2 separate regions of the Sus scrofa genome follow, and region 1 is linked to region 2. A link is a contact called in public HiChIP or PLAC-seq data. All regions are on one chromosome and are shown on one strand. The core of a region is the stretch at or near the end of the contact, and the rest is flanking DNA. Distances in the headings are between cores, read along the strand shown.

What was found. HiChIP or PLAC-seq counts read pairs in DNA pulled down with a chosen protein or histone mark.
Region 1: an H3K27ac HiChIP or PLAC-seq map of skeletal muscle shows a contact between it and region 2. The contact joins the promoter of IFT52 here to the promoter of L3MBTL1 in region 2. A contact is called at or near these places in 4 of 47 Hi-C or Micro-C datasets (alveolar macrophages, liver, skeletal muscle and 1 more) and 2 of 2 datasets of contacts at active chromatin or transcription factors (alveolar macrophages and skeletal muscle).

The regions. Positions count from the first base shown.
Region 1 is chr17:46,204,849-46,211,435 of Sscrofa11.1, reverse strand. It overlaps IFT52 (intraflagellar transport protein 52 homolog), which reads right to left and starts at 1,480. Exons shown (of 13, transcript XM_021078178.1): 1 at 1,077-1,480. SGK2 (serine/threonine-protein kinase Sgk2) reads right to left here. Exons shown (of 15, transcript XM_021078166.1): 14 at 5,738-5,942; 15 at 2,629-3,016. The coding sequence ends at 5,778.
Region 2 is chr17:46,131,171-46,138,747 of Sscrofa11.1, reverse strand. It overlaps L3MBTL1 (lethal(3)malignant brain tumor-like protein 1), which reads right to left and starts at 3,181. Exons shown (of 22, transcript XM_021077798.1): 1 at 2,547-3,181. It overlaps LOC106506015 (a long non-coding RNA gene), which reads left to right. Exons shown (of 2, transcript XR_001300973.2): 2 at 1,595-1,743.

The DNA.
Region 1 (6,587 bases), core at 231-2,730, 74 kb before region 2:
CCCTATAAACTGAATTTTATTAATTTTTTTTGTTTTTTGGGTTTTTTTTTTTTTTTTTGTTTTTTTGTTTTTTGCTTTTTAAGGCCACACTCACAGCATATGAAAGTTCCCAGGCTAGGGGTCCAATCAGAGCTGAAGCTATCTGCCTACGCCACAGCCACAGAAATGCAGGAATTTGAGCTACATCTTCGACCTACACCACAGCTCACAGCAACGCCAGACCCTTAACCCACTGAGCAAGACCAAGGATCAAACCTGCATCCTCATGGATACTAGCCGGTTTTGGCAACCACTGAGCCACAAAGGGAACTCCTAATTTTACTATTAATTTTTTATACTCTATTTGGCCATAAGTTCCTGCTCCATTCCATACTTTTTAAATTATTACAGCTTTATAATATATATATTATAATATTTAGGAGTGTTGATAAGAGCTAACGCCTCTTATTACTCTTAATTTTTAGAATTTTCCTAATACTGTTATTCCCATATTTTTATTCTTCAGGGCGAACTTTAAAATCACTTTGTCAGGTTAAAAAAAAAAAATACCCCCATGTTCCACTGCAACTATCTTTCATGTTCTGTTGCATCCATGCCCATGCTTATTTTCACACTGTATAATACAACACTGTATTCTGCCTTCTGATTAGGTTAGTGGTTGCGTAATTACGCCATAATAAACTCAATCACCGCCTTCGAGGGCATCTTTTCCATTTTTTGCCAACATAGACACTACTGAAATTTACATATTTCTGCTTCTGCCATTAATTATTTTTTGTCGAAGGACAAATTCCTAAGAGCAGGATTCCTAGAAAAAGGGGATGAGACTAGGATATTTTGTTATGGTTTCTTGTCCAATGATCTTTCATCTTCAGCAGGATGACTAAAAATCTCCCAGTCAGAGGCGAGCTAAACGTGAGCCCAGTCTGAGGTCCGGGATCCGGGCCTATTATCTGTGCCCCACTTTTACTAAACCCTAGCAGACCCCAATTCCGAAGACGGGCCCAAAGGCCCTCGCCAACTCCTAGGCCTCCCCAACGCCCGGGCCGGTCCACCACGGTCGAAATTCCGCTTACCTGAGGCCCAGTGACCACCATCTCCACTTGACACCACCCAGCGTCCCGCGGCCAGGTATCCAAGGCCGCTTAGCAACAGCGGAGGCGAAGCTGCGCGCTTGGTAGGCGGGGACCGCGGCGTGGATCTACCTCCGGAGCTACGTGATGACGACAGAACTGAAGAAGCCGGTACACCTAGCTCGCCTAGGAGGGGGAGGGACCAGTGAGAGAGGGGGCGGGGCTAACCTCGGACTGTACTATTATTTTGGATGAGGGGTAAATCCAAATAGAACTTGTTTAACTTCAGACCAAAGATAAGCTCATTTTATTTTCTCCTTTAATATCAACTCTTATTAAAATCTGATAAAAACGACAGGCCCCGAGCGCCCAAATTTCGCTCCACTCCGAGAAAGACTAGTGAAGGCTTCCCGCAGCAGTGCGGGAGACCCAGCCTTGATCCCAAGAGCGCAGGCGCAGAGATACGCGAGGCGGGGTGCAGCCATGCGGCGGCGCGTATCCTGCGTCAGGAATGCGTGCCTCGAGTTCGCTTGCGTAATGGGAGGGTTTCAGTCCCCTGGGAGGCTGGGGAAGCCCACCGAGAGGATGGTGGACAGGTTTAGTGGGAGAGTGGGAGGTAAAACGAGGTGGTTCTTTGTGTTTGAATACCCCTGTTGTTCATTGCCAAAATGCCAGGCCTCGGATGAATCAGTGAACCCGCCCTCTGCGCATCCCCAGGCGGGGAGTTACACCTGGCCAGATCCTACCAAAAAGTAAAAATATAAACTGTTTAAGGGATCTGTGAGGGGCGGGAGCTGGGCCGACCGGGGACCCCCACTGAAAGAAGAATGGTTCAATAAAGCAAGGATTGGGGAAGGGCGTTGGGGCAGAAAGAACTGCTTATGCGGAAGAGCCACGTATGGGTTGCCCTGCAGTCGCTGTGAAAATGAGAAACCAGACAGTAGTTTCCACAAATAGGGCACTCTTCTCCCCAGCGGACTGCTCAGTGCCTGCCCTGAGCGAACGTGGATGTGTGTACTAAGCCCGCTACCTGGCTAGCTCAAACGATAAAAGCAGTCTTTGTGATTGATGTTTGTTGCAGTCTGCAGCATGTACAGAGTAGTCGGAGTTTTAGGGTCTTAAAATACAAGACTCCTGTTTCCTTTTCACACCTACTGTCACTGCAAAGTTAAGTGGAAACAGAGTGATTGTGATTTCCCTTCCTGAGGATGCTGTCTTTTGGTGCAAAATTGGGTGAGTACAGTTTGCAGTCAGTGTTTGCTAGAAGACGGAAAGAGGGCCTGCCCAGAGCACCTCTTCCACTTTTGAAGGCTGTAGAAAAAGCAAGCACCTTAGCATCAGCTGCCACCAAGTTCAGTTCCTGTTTGTGTCTTGTACCAGCTGGCTGACTTTGGGCAAGTTGCTTACTGTCTCTGAGTGAATATTTCTTATCTGTAAAGTGAGGTTAATTTCTAAATGCTGGTTTATTGTGAGTTTTGTAGATAATACCTATGAAGCTTAAAATGTGTTTAATAAACAGGTGTGAACGTGTCTGTTCTGATATTCAACAGATCAATACCGTCATTTTTCATTTTTATTTTCTATCCTGGTGAAAATTTTGTGATTTTACAGTCCTAGAACAGATAGAGCAATTATGTGTTTCACAGCCCATAGTGGGTTGTATACTTTTGACAGTACTATCACATTTCTGACAATTACACGCTCTTGCTTTTGGCTTTGGAAAGTTGGGTGAATTTTGGCTTCTCCCTCACCACGTTCCACATTTGTCTATTGGCAGACGCTATGAAGGTGGAAATCAAATCAGAGTGTTTCAGAATTACAGGTCAACGTAACAGTAGCTCTTCGTGACCTGGTTTTTGATTCCCAGTAGGTCAATGTCACTGTCATTGGTGTGTTTTCCATGGGCTTCTAACTTCATCTTCCATAATTCCTGGGGCAGTGGGCTGGGTAGACAAAAAGGTAAGGCAAAGAGTAAGAATGAGTTAAGAGAAAAGCCTATAAAATCACCAGCACACACTGGTGTTAAGAAAGTTCCCCTGTCAGAGTTCCCGTCGTGGCGCAATGGTTAACAAATCCGACTAGGAACCATGAGGTTGCGGGTTCGGTCCATGCCCTTGCTCAGTGGGTTAACGATCCGGCGTTGCCGTGAGCTGTGGTGTAGGTTGCAGACGCGGCTCGGATCCAGATTGCTGTGGCTCTGGTGTAGGCCGTGGCTACAGCTCTGATTCAACCCCTAGCCTGGGAACCTCCATATGCTGCGGGAGCAGCCCAAGAAATAGCAACAATAACAACAACGACAAAAAAAAAAAAAAAAAAAAAAGAAATGAATCCGACCAACTAGGAACCATGAGGTTCGGGTTTGATCTCTGGCCTTGCTCAGTGAGTTAAGGATCTGGTGTTGCCGTGAGCTGTTGTGTAGGTTGCAGACACAGCTCAGATCTGGTGTTGCTGTGGCTGTGGTGTAGGCCAGTGGCTACACTCCGATTTGACCCCTAGCCTGGGAACTTCCATATGCCATAAGTGTGGGCCTAAAAAGCAAAAAAAAAAAAAAAAAGTTCCCCTTGGGAGTTCCCTTGTGGTGAAGTGGGCTAAGGATCTGGCATCACTGTAGCAGCTTAGGTTGCTGCTGTGGCATGGGTTTGATCCCTGGCCTGGGAATTTCTACATGCTGCAAGTAAGGCAAAAAAAAGTTTCCTTCATGTCCACAAACCAAAAAGCTAATAAGACCATCCTGAAGAAGTAGGTGATGAACCACAGGTTTGTCAAAAAGATTTTTTCACTGAAATAAAGCAGCATGATCCATCAGACAAGTGCAGAGTGTCTTGCACTCATGAGGTTTTATATGCTCTCATTTATTCCAGTAAGAATTACTTTTAGAAGTGGCTATTCACCAGGCCTGTACCAGCCCCCACCTCTGTCCAAGGCCTGGGCTCACTATGGCCCTAGATGTGCCAAGTATACAGGGGCATGCAAGGTGGAGCAAAGCATCCAGTTGAATGCTTCCTCTTTGAGACCCCATTTCCCATCACTTGGCTTGTTCCAGCCATCCTGGCTGGGCTCTCCTTAGAGATTTTGACAGTTGATCGCTTGGACCTAACAGGCAGGGTGAAGGGCACACCCAGAGGAGTCATAGGGCTCCAATCCCAGCTCTGGCCCTTATTATCTATGTGACCTCCAGGCAGGGTACAACTTCTCTGATCCTATTTCATCATTGGTAAAAAGAGGATAGATAGAAATAGTTCCTCCCTTAAGGTTGTTTGGATGGAAACTGATAATAGAATTGAAAGCGTCTAGCATCGAAGCTGGTTCAGCATAGGCAGGTGTTCTGAAGCTGACTCTGACCAGTAAAGCAAAAAAGGAGTGGTTAACGGGATCAGAAGCTCTCAAAATCATTGAGAATACTGGAGAAGGAGACTCAAGGCTTCCCAGGAACGATGTGCACCACTGACCTGATTGGGAAATAGATGCTGCCAGCAACTACCAATCGCTACCATTTGCATTGTTGCCACATCTACACCAGGAACTCTGTTTTGTGGGTTTTGTGACCACAGCTACCACATGAAAGAGAGCTCCCTGTTCCTTCCTTGAGTCAAAAATCTACCACAGGTGCATCCTGGGGTCACATGCCTGGTCCAGGCTGCAGGGGAGGCTGGTGGTGGGGGAGGGGGGTAGGTATCTATCTAGCATTTACAGCTACTGTAAGTGGAGGTAGTTACTGCCTCTCATCATAGCCCATTAAGTAGGAGATTCCCTGAAGAGAAGAAGGGGTTCAGATGCCAGGCGGCCCAACCTAATAGCAAATGTCCGATACCACCCACCCAAAGAAAGACATCATCAGCATGGGAAAACAGGGTGTTGGGTGGTACCCTATAGGCTTGTGACATCTCTGTCATTTTACACACTGAGATCGAAATCCAAACACCAAGAGACTCTGGTGGTACAGGGGTCCTGTTGCCTACCCAACATTTTCCCCTTCTCCCTTCGTGTCAGAACCCCTGTGTTATAGGAGAGTAATGTGCCCCACTAAATAGACATATATCCTGGCCTCCACTACAGGTAGGGTGGATGCCTCATAAGATGTAAGCAGGAGTCATCCGGTGGGGCTTCTGGGGAAGCTCTATAAAGGTGATCTTTTGCTCTTTCCTCCTTTTTCCCTGCCCAGGATACGGAAGCAGTGGCTAGAGCTCCACTATCACTCTACGATAGTATAATAATCCTAATAGCAGAACCCACTTGTCAAGGATGGCAGAGCAGAAATACAGAAAGCCGCTGAGTATCTGATGACCTGTTGTACCAGCCCTGCATCCACCTAACACATCCTTCGTTTATGTACTGGAAAAGAAAAAAATCTTTTTTTTTCTCTTTTCACCGCTACACCTGCGGCATATGGAAATTCCCAGGCCAGGGGCCAAATCAGAGCTGCACCCCCAGCCACAGCCAGGGAAACGCTGGATCCAAGCTGCATCTGCGACCTACACTGCAGCTTGTGGCAACACTAGACCCTTAAACCGTTGAGCGAAGCCAGGGCTCAGAACCCACATCCTCATAGAGACAATATTGGGGCCTTAACCTGCTGGGCCACAATGGGAAATCCTAGAAAAGATCTTATTCAAGCTATGGTAACGCTGGGTCTCGGTGACTAGCAGCTGAAGGTAATTCCTTACAGATACCAGCTGGCTCCGTGGTTTCTCAGGTGCTTCTCGTCTAACAATCCAAGATGGCCTCGTCCTCCGGCGCGTAGGAAAATCCCAGGAAGGCACTTGAGGCCCCAGAGCTGCTGGCCATCGTGTCGGGAGTGCAGCCAATGGACTTTGACACGGCTTCTTGGGTGAACTCTGGGTCAAAGTGTTTCAGGTCAGCAGGGCCTGCCTGTGAATATGAGCCAACGATGAGAAGGGAACACGGGGGGCAGAGCTGCCAAAGACGCCCACAGTCCTGAGGGAGATATCAGGGCTCCCCTCTGAGTGCCCCATGGGGGCCCTTAACTGTCACTTACCCATGCATTTACTTTAGTCACTGTATTCCATGAGGTCCAATAACCACCCGTCAATTCCTCCACCCCCCTGGCACCCTGCCTGCTCCACACCAACCCTCCAGACGCTGCTGGTTAGAAGTAGATTATACTCCCTCACACGCAGTGAAGGCAGGATGAAGCTAAACCCTAAAGAGACGTGCACAACAGATACAGAGAACAAAGAGAGATGGGAGGGGGAGCAAGTAGATGAAGGGGCTTAAGGGGTGCAAACCACTAGGTATAAAGTAAGTTACAAGGATGTAATATACAGCACAGGGAATATAACCAATATTATATAATAACTTTGTATAGAGTAATCTATGAAAAATAACAAATCACTATATTGTACACCTGAAACTAATATAATGCCATAAGCCAACTATACCTCAATAATTTAAAAAAAAATAAAAATAAATAATAAACTGAAAAAATAATAAAATACATTCACACTCTTTGACTTGGTAATTCCCCATCCAGAATCAGAACCGTGGGCAAAATAT
Region 2 (7,577 bases), core at 1,932-4,431:
TTTTTTTAATAGAAGATGCTACAGCATGTTTGTAGCTGATGAAAATGAGTCTATAGAGGAAGAAACTGACAGAGCAGGGGAAAAAGAATAATTCTAGAAGACAAATCCGTGACAGTGCAGGAGGGGAGAGGATCCAGGGCACTTGGGATGTTTGGGGCCCATCACATGTGGCTCTGGGCTCCTGGCTAGCAGCACCTACTGTTTCTGTTTTTCCCCAGCTAGACCATTAACTCTTCTGAGACCTGGAACTGTCTTCTCTGTGATTCGAATTCACTTCTCCTGTACCACTACCACCCCCCAAATTTGCAGCTCACAGAGTATTTTCATAAGCTTTATCCCAGGAGGTCGATACAACAGCACAGCCAGTCTAAGAAGGCTCCCAGGCCTGAGCCCAGATGCCAGGAATCTATCCACTCCCTCCTATAACCTGCCACACCACTTCTGTGGCCTCTGCACATTGTTCCTTCTGTTTGGTACATTCCATATCCCATATGTCTGAAAATTCCTGATATCCTCCAAGATCCAGCTTGAGTGACACCTCTTCTCTGAAAGGCCCAGAATCTACCCCCCAAACAAAATCAATCACTCCCTCCACTGTTCTCCATTCTACCAGTCTAACTATGCATTATCTTGTCAGCCTTCCCCCAGACAGAACAAAGTACCTAAGAGCCTGATCCAGAGACTGCATCCACAAATAGTGAGTGAATGAATGAACAAATGAATGAAAGAGCTGGGAGTGAAGAGTGTTCAGTAACACAAGATGAGGTTGGGGGAGTTCCCGCTAAGGCTCAGTGGTAGGGAACCTGACTAGTAACCATGAGGATGTGGGTTCAATCCAGGCCTTGCTCAGTGGGTTAAGATCCGTGAGTTTCAGTGTAGGGAGAATACATGGCTTGGAGCCCATGTTGCTGTAGCTGTGGTGTAGGCTGGCAGCTCCAGCTCCGATTTGACCCCTAGCCTGGGAACTTCCATGTGCTGCTGGTGCATATGAAAAAAAGACCAAAAAAGAAAAAGAAAAGAAAAAAGAGAAAAGAAGAGGAGGCTGGGAGTTCCCTTGAGGCACAGCAAGTTAAGGATCTGGCGTTGCCACTCTAGTGGCTTGGCTCACTGCTGTGGCACAGGTTTGATCCCCTGGCCCAGAAACTTCCACATGTGGTGGGCGCTGCCAAAAAAAAAAAAGAAGCAGCAAGTGTTTCTGAAACCATAAAAGACTCAGCTATTCTTGCCTTAGGGGCTAGAATATCATTTCCTCCTTCCGGGTTCCTCAGAGGCTGGAGGAGGAGGGGAATAAAGTGGGAGGTCCCCGGCTACTATGAAGGTTGTCACTGGCCTTCACAGGAGGTCTGTCAGCAGTCAGCTCCTTTCCCCTTTGAATTGCCCTTGGCCAGGGAGCTGCCTCGCCCACGTGCGTGTGAGGTCTCCTGGAGCAGCCACCTGCTGACGAGTTGATATGGGACATAAAGGACAATTTGGGACATCTCTGCAGGACCTTTCCAGAACTTCCCTTGGGACAGGCAGAGAGGCCTCTGATGAGGTTACATCAGCAGTTTAACTTCCTCTGCCTAACCACCCTGCTGTTTTCTCTCCCCTACAGGTGATATTCCCAGGGGCACCTGATAAACCTACACTCAAATCTCCCTCCCGAGTGTTTCCAGGGAACCCGACCTCAAACAACCTTTGGATGCCCAGCCCAGACGGGTGTCTGGCATATAGCAGATGCTCAATAAATATTTATTGAGGGAATGTGTCCGTATTTATTTCTCTTGGTCTGCTAAGGCTTCCCCCAACCCCTTGCCCGTCGAGGCCTCGCAGGCAACACTCAATAAACGCCCTCGCTCTAGGTGTTGGGGGTGGGGAGCTAGCGCCCCAGACAGACACCCCCAACACACCCCAGCAAGACTGAGCGCCGCAAACTTGGGGCCTCGGCCCTGCCCCCCGCCGCAGCTGGGGCGGGAATGCAGGAGAGAAGGAAGGATGCAGGCTCCAGGGTTCGGACCGCCGCCCGCCTTCCGTGTCCTCGCGGGACTAGTGTAGACGGCAGCAGGCGGGGCGGGCACTGATCCATCAGTCCCGCAGAATGGTTACTTTTTTAAAACGCCAAAATGGCGGAATTCTTTTTATTCTTTCCCTTTATGGCCAAATAATAACAGTGATTCAATTTTCCGTTAAAAAATGTGAAATTAACGGTAGGAAAGAGAAAGTTTGCCAAATGACCTATTTCCTAAGAAAATCAAAACCCCACTCTTTACACCCTTTCTTCTATTAATGAAAAACTCTTATTGATTGTATTTCTCGAAAAACCGAGCCACCTCCCTCCCCACCTCCGGATCGCCGCCAGCAACAGCACAGCGGACGCGCTTGCCTCGCCCTCGAGCCCCGCACCCGCCCAGATCCCCTTGCAGTCCCGCTCTCCCGAACCTCCTTCCCGGCCCGTGCACCCCGCCGGAGGCGCTCGGGAGGAGCGACGCCCCGGGGCCTCAGACCCGAGCACTCGCAGTGCTGGGAGGGGCCGGTCGGCGCGGCACCCCGCACCCCAGTGTCCCTACCTGCAAGGCCCGCGTGCGGCCGCCGGGAGCCGAGCTGCTGTCCGAGCCCCGCGTGGCGCGCGCCTGCGCGCACAGGGGGGCGGGCCCGTCTCCCCGCAGGACGCGGGCCGCAGACCGCGCGACAAGCAGATTCGAGGGGCGCGGGTCGGGGGCCCTCTTGACAGGCCCTGGCCGCCGGGCCCTAATATCCTCTAGCCCCGGGGCCGGATTGCTGCGCCGGCGAGGCAGGTCGAGATTCTCCCTGTCCCCCACCCACTGCAGCACAGCCAGCGGCACGCAGCGGAGCGCGGGGACCACCGAGCCGGAAGAGAGAACCTGGTGGGCCCCTGAGCTGAGTGGTCAGTGACGAAAGACGAGGCTGCATTCCCGCACGCACCCTGGTCGGGTCACTGCGCTGTCCAGTGCGCTGTCCAATGCCTTCCAAAGGTGCCTGCCCCACCTGGGGAAGGGGAGCCTAAGAAAATCTCCTCTTGGGCTCCGATCTTGGCCTGGCCCTGGTTGTCTAAAGGGCAGCATTAACCGCGCCTGCGTTTGGATGACCCATCGCCATTGGTTGGTGGTGTGACCTGGGGCACATCACTTTATCCTGTTTGTCCTGGTCCTCCATTTCTCTCCCCCCCCCTCTCTTTTTTTTTTTTTTTTTTTTTTTTTTTTTTTTAAGGGCCGCTCGCAGCATGTGGAAGTTCCCAGGCTAGGGCTCGGAGTTGCAGCTGCCGGCCTTCACCAGACAGCCACCAGGGATCTGATTCTCCGCTGCGAGCTACACTACAGCTCACAGCAATGGCAGAGCCTTAACCCACTGAGCGTGCCAGGAATCAACCTGCATCCTCATGGATACTAGCTGGGTTCCTAAACCACTGAGCCAAAAGGGGAACTCCCCATTTCTCCATTTGTAAAGACTATATCACCTACTTCTTAGCATAGGGTTTGTTTGTATTTTTTTCAGTAGTGGTGTCTGTGATGGTGTTGCCTTGAGTTAGACATTGCTCCTCTGTGCTTCGATTTCCTTGGTTGACTCAATTAGTCAAAATCTCATTGGTTCTTTTCTTTTTTGCTCTTTAGGGCCACACCCTCGGCATATGAAGTTCCCAGGCTAGGGGCTGCCAGGCTACACCACAGCAACTTGGGATCCGAGCCACATCTTCGACTATACCACAGCCCAAGGCAATGCCAAATCCTTAACCCACTGGGCAAGGCCAGGGATTGAATCCAAATCCTCATGGATACTAGTTGGGTTTGTTTACCACTGAGCAGCAGCAGGAACTCCCTCCTCATTGGTTCTTACAGCACAAATACTTTTCTTTTTTTTGTTTTTTTTAGGGCCATACCCGAGGTACATGGAGGTTCCCAGGCTAGGGGTCTAATAGGAGCTGTAGCTGCGGGCCTACACCACAGCCACAGCAGCGCCAGATCCCAGCTGTGTCTGTGACCTACACCACAGCTTGTGGCAACACCAGATCCTTAACCCGCTGAGTGAGGCCAAGGATTGAACCGGAAACATCATGGTTCCTAGTCAGATTCGTTTCTGCTGCACCATGACAGGATCTTCATGAAATACTTCTTACACGTGGTAGCTGTTATGTCACACAAATTTGTGTAATTAGAGAGGTTTAGATACTGCAAGCTCCAAGAGGTAAGAAACACACTTGTTTGTGTTTTCCTGGCACCTAGCACAGAGCTGGACAGTAGTGGGTGCTCAATGTTTGTTGACCGATTAACGATGTACGGCCACTGCAGATGAAAACAGGGCAACTCTTGGTACAGCCCAGAGTTATGCCCTACTCCCACACCAATGATGTAATTGAATCCCTTCTTTTACAGAAAAGGATACTGGGGTCTATCCGGCCTAAGGTCATAGTCAAGGTAGAACCTCCAGGTTCCTTTCAGTCTAGATGAGAAAAGGGTTCCCAGTTAACTGTAGGCAAATTCCCCAAATTGTTGCGATCAAGTTTCAGTTTATGCAGACTTTATTCTGGTTGCCACACCAACACATTACATGTATTCTTCCTTGTTGCTGTGTCATTTTTTAATCACAACTCAGATTTTTGGGAACAGGATTGCAACAGTTGAGGATGCTGGTTGTCGTAACGATGGAAGTCTCTTTAATAGACACCAACAACCACTCATTTTTCTCTCATCTCTACCCAGGCTACGCTTGTTCTAGATTCCCAAAGGTTTATTTTAGATATTCAGAAGATTAAAAGAAAGTGATGAAACTACACAAACATCTCAGTAAGGAGCACATCTTTTAGTCTAGTGGAATCTGAGCTAACGTGACACAGGAATAAACAACTAATTTGGGTTTGAGCTGCTAAGATGTTTTTATTGCCTGTTAACAGTATTTGGTGGTCTTGATAGCTTTGGTAGGCCTGAACAGCTTCAGGGATGGAGTGCTCCTCCCAAGTGGATGTGATTTGGGGAAGATTCTGCCTCTAATACAGCCAGAGTTGTTGCACTGGTCCAGTCTGCCCTCAGGAGCAAGTGTTCAAGTCCAATCCTTCCCTCAAGTCATAGCCCCCAGTGTCTTCTCCAAGTTAACCCCAAGAGTGGATCCCCAATTTTTTTTGAAAGGTTGAAGAATAGAAGCACGGAGAAAACTGTTTGTGAGCAGCCCACGCCTTTCTGTTCCTACAGGAGATTTTAATTCACCTTTGGGGCAGTCCGGGTACTTGAGGAAAATCACCAGGGTATGACTTTTTTCTAAGTGGGAAACACCTCTGTTTCCAGCGATACGGCACATTTTGCTAACAGGGAATGCTTTCTTTCTCTTTTCTTTTTTTTTTTTTTTTTTTTTTTTGCTTTTCTCAGGGCCACACCCACAGCACATGGAGGTTCCCAGGCTAGGGACTGAATCAGAGCTGCAGCTACCAGCCTACACCACAGCCACAACGTCAGATCCGAGCCTTATCTTCGACCTACACCACAGCTCATGGCAACAATGGATCCTTAACTCACCGAGCGAGGCCAGGGATCAAACCTGAACCTCATGGTTCTTAGTTGGATTTGTCTCTGCTGCACCACAGTGGGAACCCAGGGAATGCTTTCTAACATAAGCTAAACACCTGAGAAAACAGCATAAAGTACTATAAGGGAGGAAGGAGAGAAAATGGATGGCTGAACTTGCAAGAAGGGGAGGTCAGGAGGAGCCAGAAACAAAGAGGGAACAGAGCAACCAGGGGGTGGCCCAATGTCTCTCTTGTCCTGGAGGTGGTTATTGGATAGACCCAGGAACCAACTGCTAGGGACCTAGGTTTCATCGCACAAATGACAAAAGATGGCATCTTGGGTCCATGAGGTATTGGTGGGAGTTGGAACTGAATCCCCTATGCAAAGGCTGATCCCTGACTACCAGATTATCTACCTGGGGGCCCCATGGTGGGAAAGGCAGGGGAAGCACATGTTTCCAAATACGAGTATTTCTTACTTCCCCCCAGGCATGCATTATATTTTCCAAAGCATCAGAGACAAAATTTATATTTGGCTTTGGAAATTGAAGCTTATGTTTGCAACCACTAGAAAAATCTATTTCAGTGAGGGCCAGAGCCTGGGCTCTTTCCCTTACCCAAATTCAGCTAAATATCTGAATCTTGTCCTCAACTTACTGATAGAATTCATGTTTTATGATGCTGAGGAACTTGATGAGAAAGAATCAGGAATTCCTTGGAGGTGCAGCAGGTTAAGGATCTGGCCTTGTCACTGCTGTGGCTCGGGTTCATCCTGGCCCAGGAACTTCTATACGCCATGGGCATGCCCACTCGCCTCCCCCCCCCCCCGCAAAAAAAAGATAAAAAAGAAGATTCAATTGATTATGGCTTTTTTTTTTTTTTTTTTGGTCTTTTTGCCTTTTCTAGGGCCGCTCCTGCGGGATATGGAGGTTCCCAGGCTAGGGGTCTAATCAGAGCTGTAGCCGCCGGCCTACGCCACAGCTCACAGCAACGCCAGATCCTTAACCCACTGAGCAAGGCCAGGGACCAAACCCGCAACCTCATGGTTCCTAGTCGGATTTATTAACCACTGCGCCACGACGGCAACTCCAAGCCTTTTCATTGATGCTGAACAAATTACCACAAAATTAGTGGCTTAAAATGACACAATTTAATCTTGTAGTTCTGGAGGTCAGAAGTCCAAAATGAGTCTTAAGGTGTCAGCAGAGCTGGCTTCTTCTGTGGAGGCTTAAGGGGGAACTCATTTTGTTTTCTAGTTTCTTGAGGCTATCCACATTCTTTGGCTTGTGGCCCCTTCATCACCAAAGTCAGCAATGACTCGTCGTCAAATTTTTCATTTCACATCACTGTGACTATAATTCTTCTGCCTTAATTTTCCATCTTTTAAGAAATTTTGTGATTACATTGGGCCCATCCCCAAAATCCAGGATAGTCTATTTTAAGGTCAGCAGATCAGTAAACTTCAGCCTATCTGCAACCTTAATTCCCCCTTGCCATATAACATAGCATACTTATAAATTCTGGGATTTAGGACAGCAACATCTGTAGGGGAGCATTTTTTTGCCTACCACATAATGAAGCTGGTCAAATAAATAATCCTTTCACAAAGTTTTTCTCGTTCTCTGTGAGTCTACTTTGTAAATAAGTTCATTTGTGTCATTTTTTTTAGATTCCATGTATAAGTGATATCATATTTGTCTCTGACTTACTTCCCTTAGTAGTAATCACTTAGTGATAATTTCCAGGTCCATCCACGTTGCTGCAAATGGCATTATTTCACTCTTTTCTATCTCTGAGTAGTGTTCCATTGTGTTTATGTGTATGTCACATCTTTATCCATTCATCTGTTGATAAGACATTCAGGCTGATTACATATTTTGACTATTGTAAATAATGCTGTTACAAACACTGGGACACATGCACATTTTCAACTTGAGTTTTCTCTGGATATATTCCTAGGAGTGGGACTGCTGGATCATCTGCTAATTCTATTTTTAGTTTCCTTAGGAGACTCCATACTGTTTTCCATAGTGGCTATATCAATTCAGATTTCCACCAATGGTGCAGGATGGTTCCTTTTCCTCCA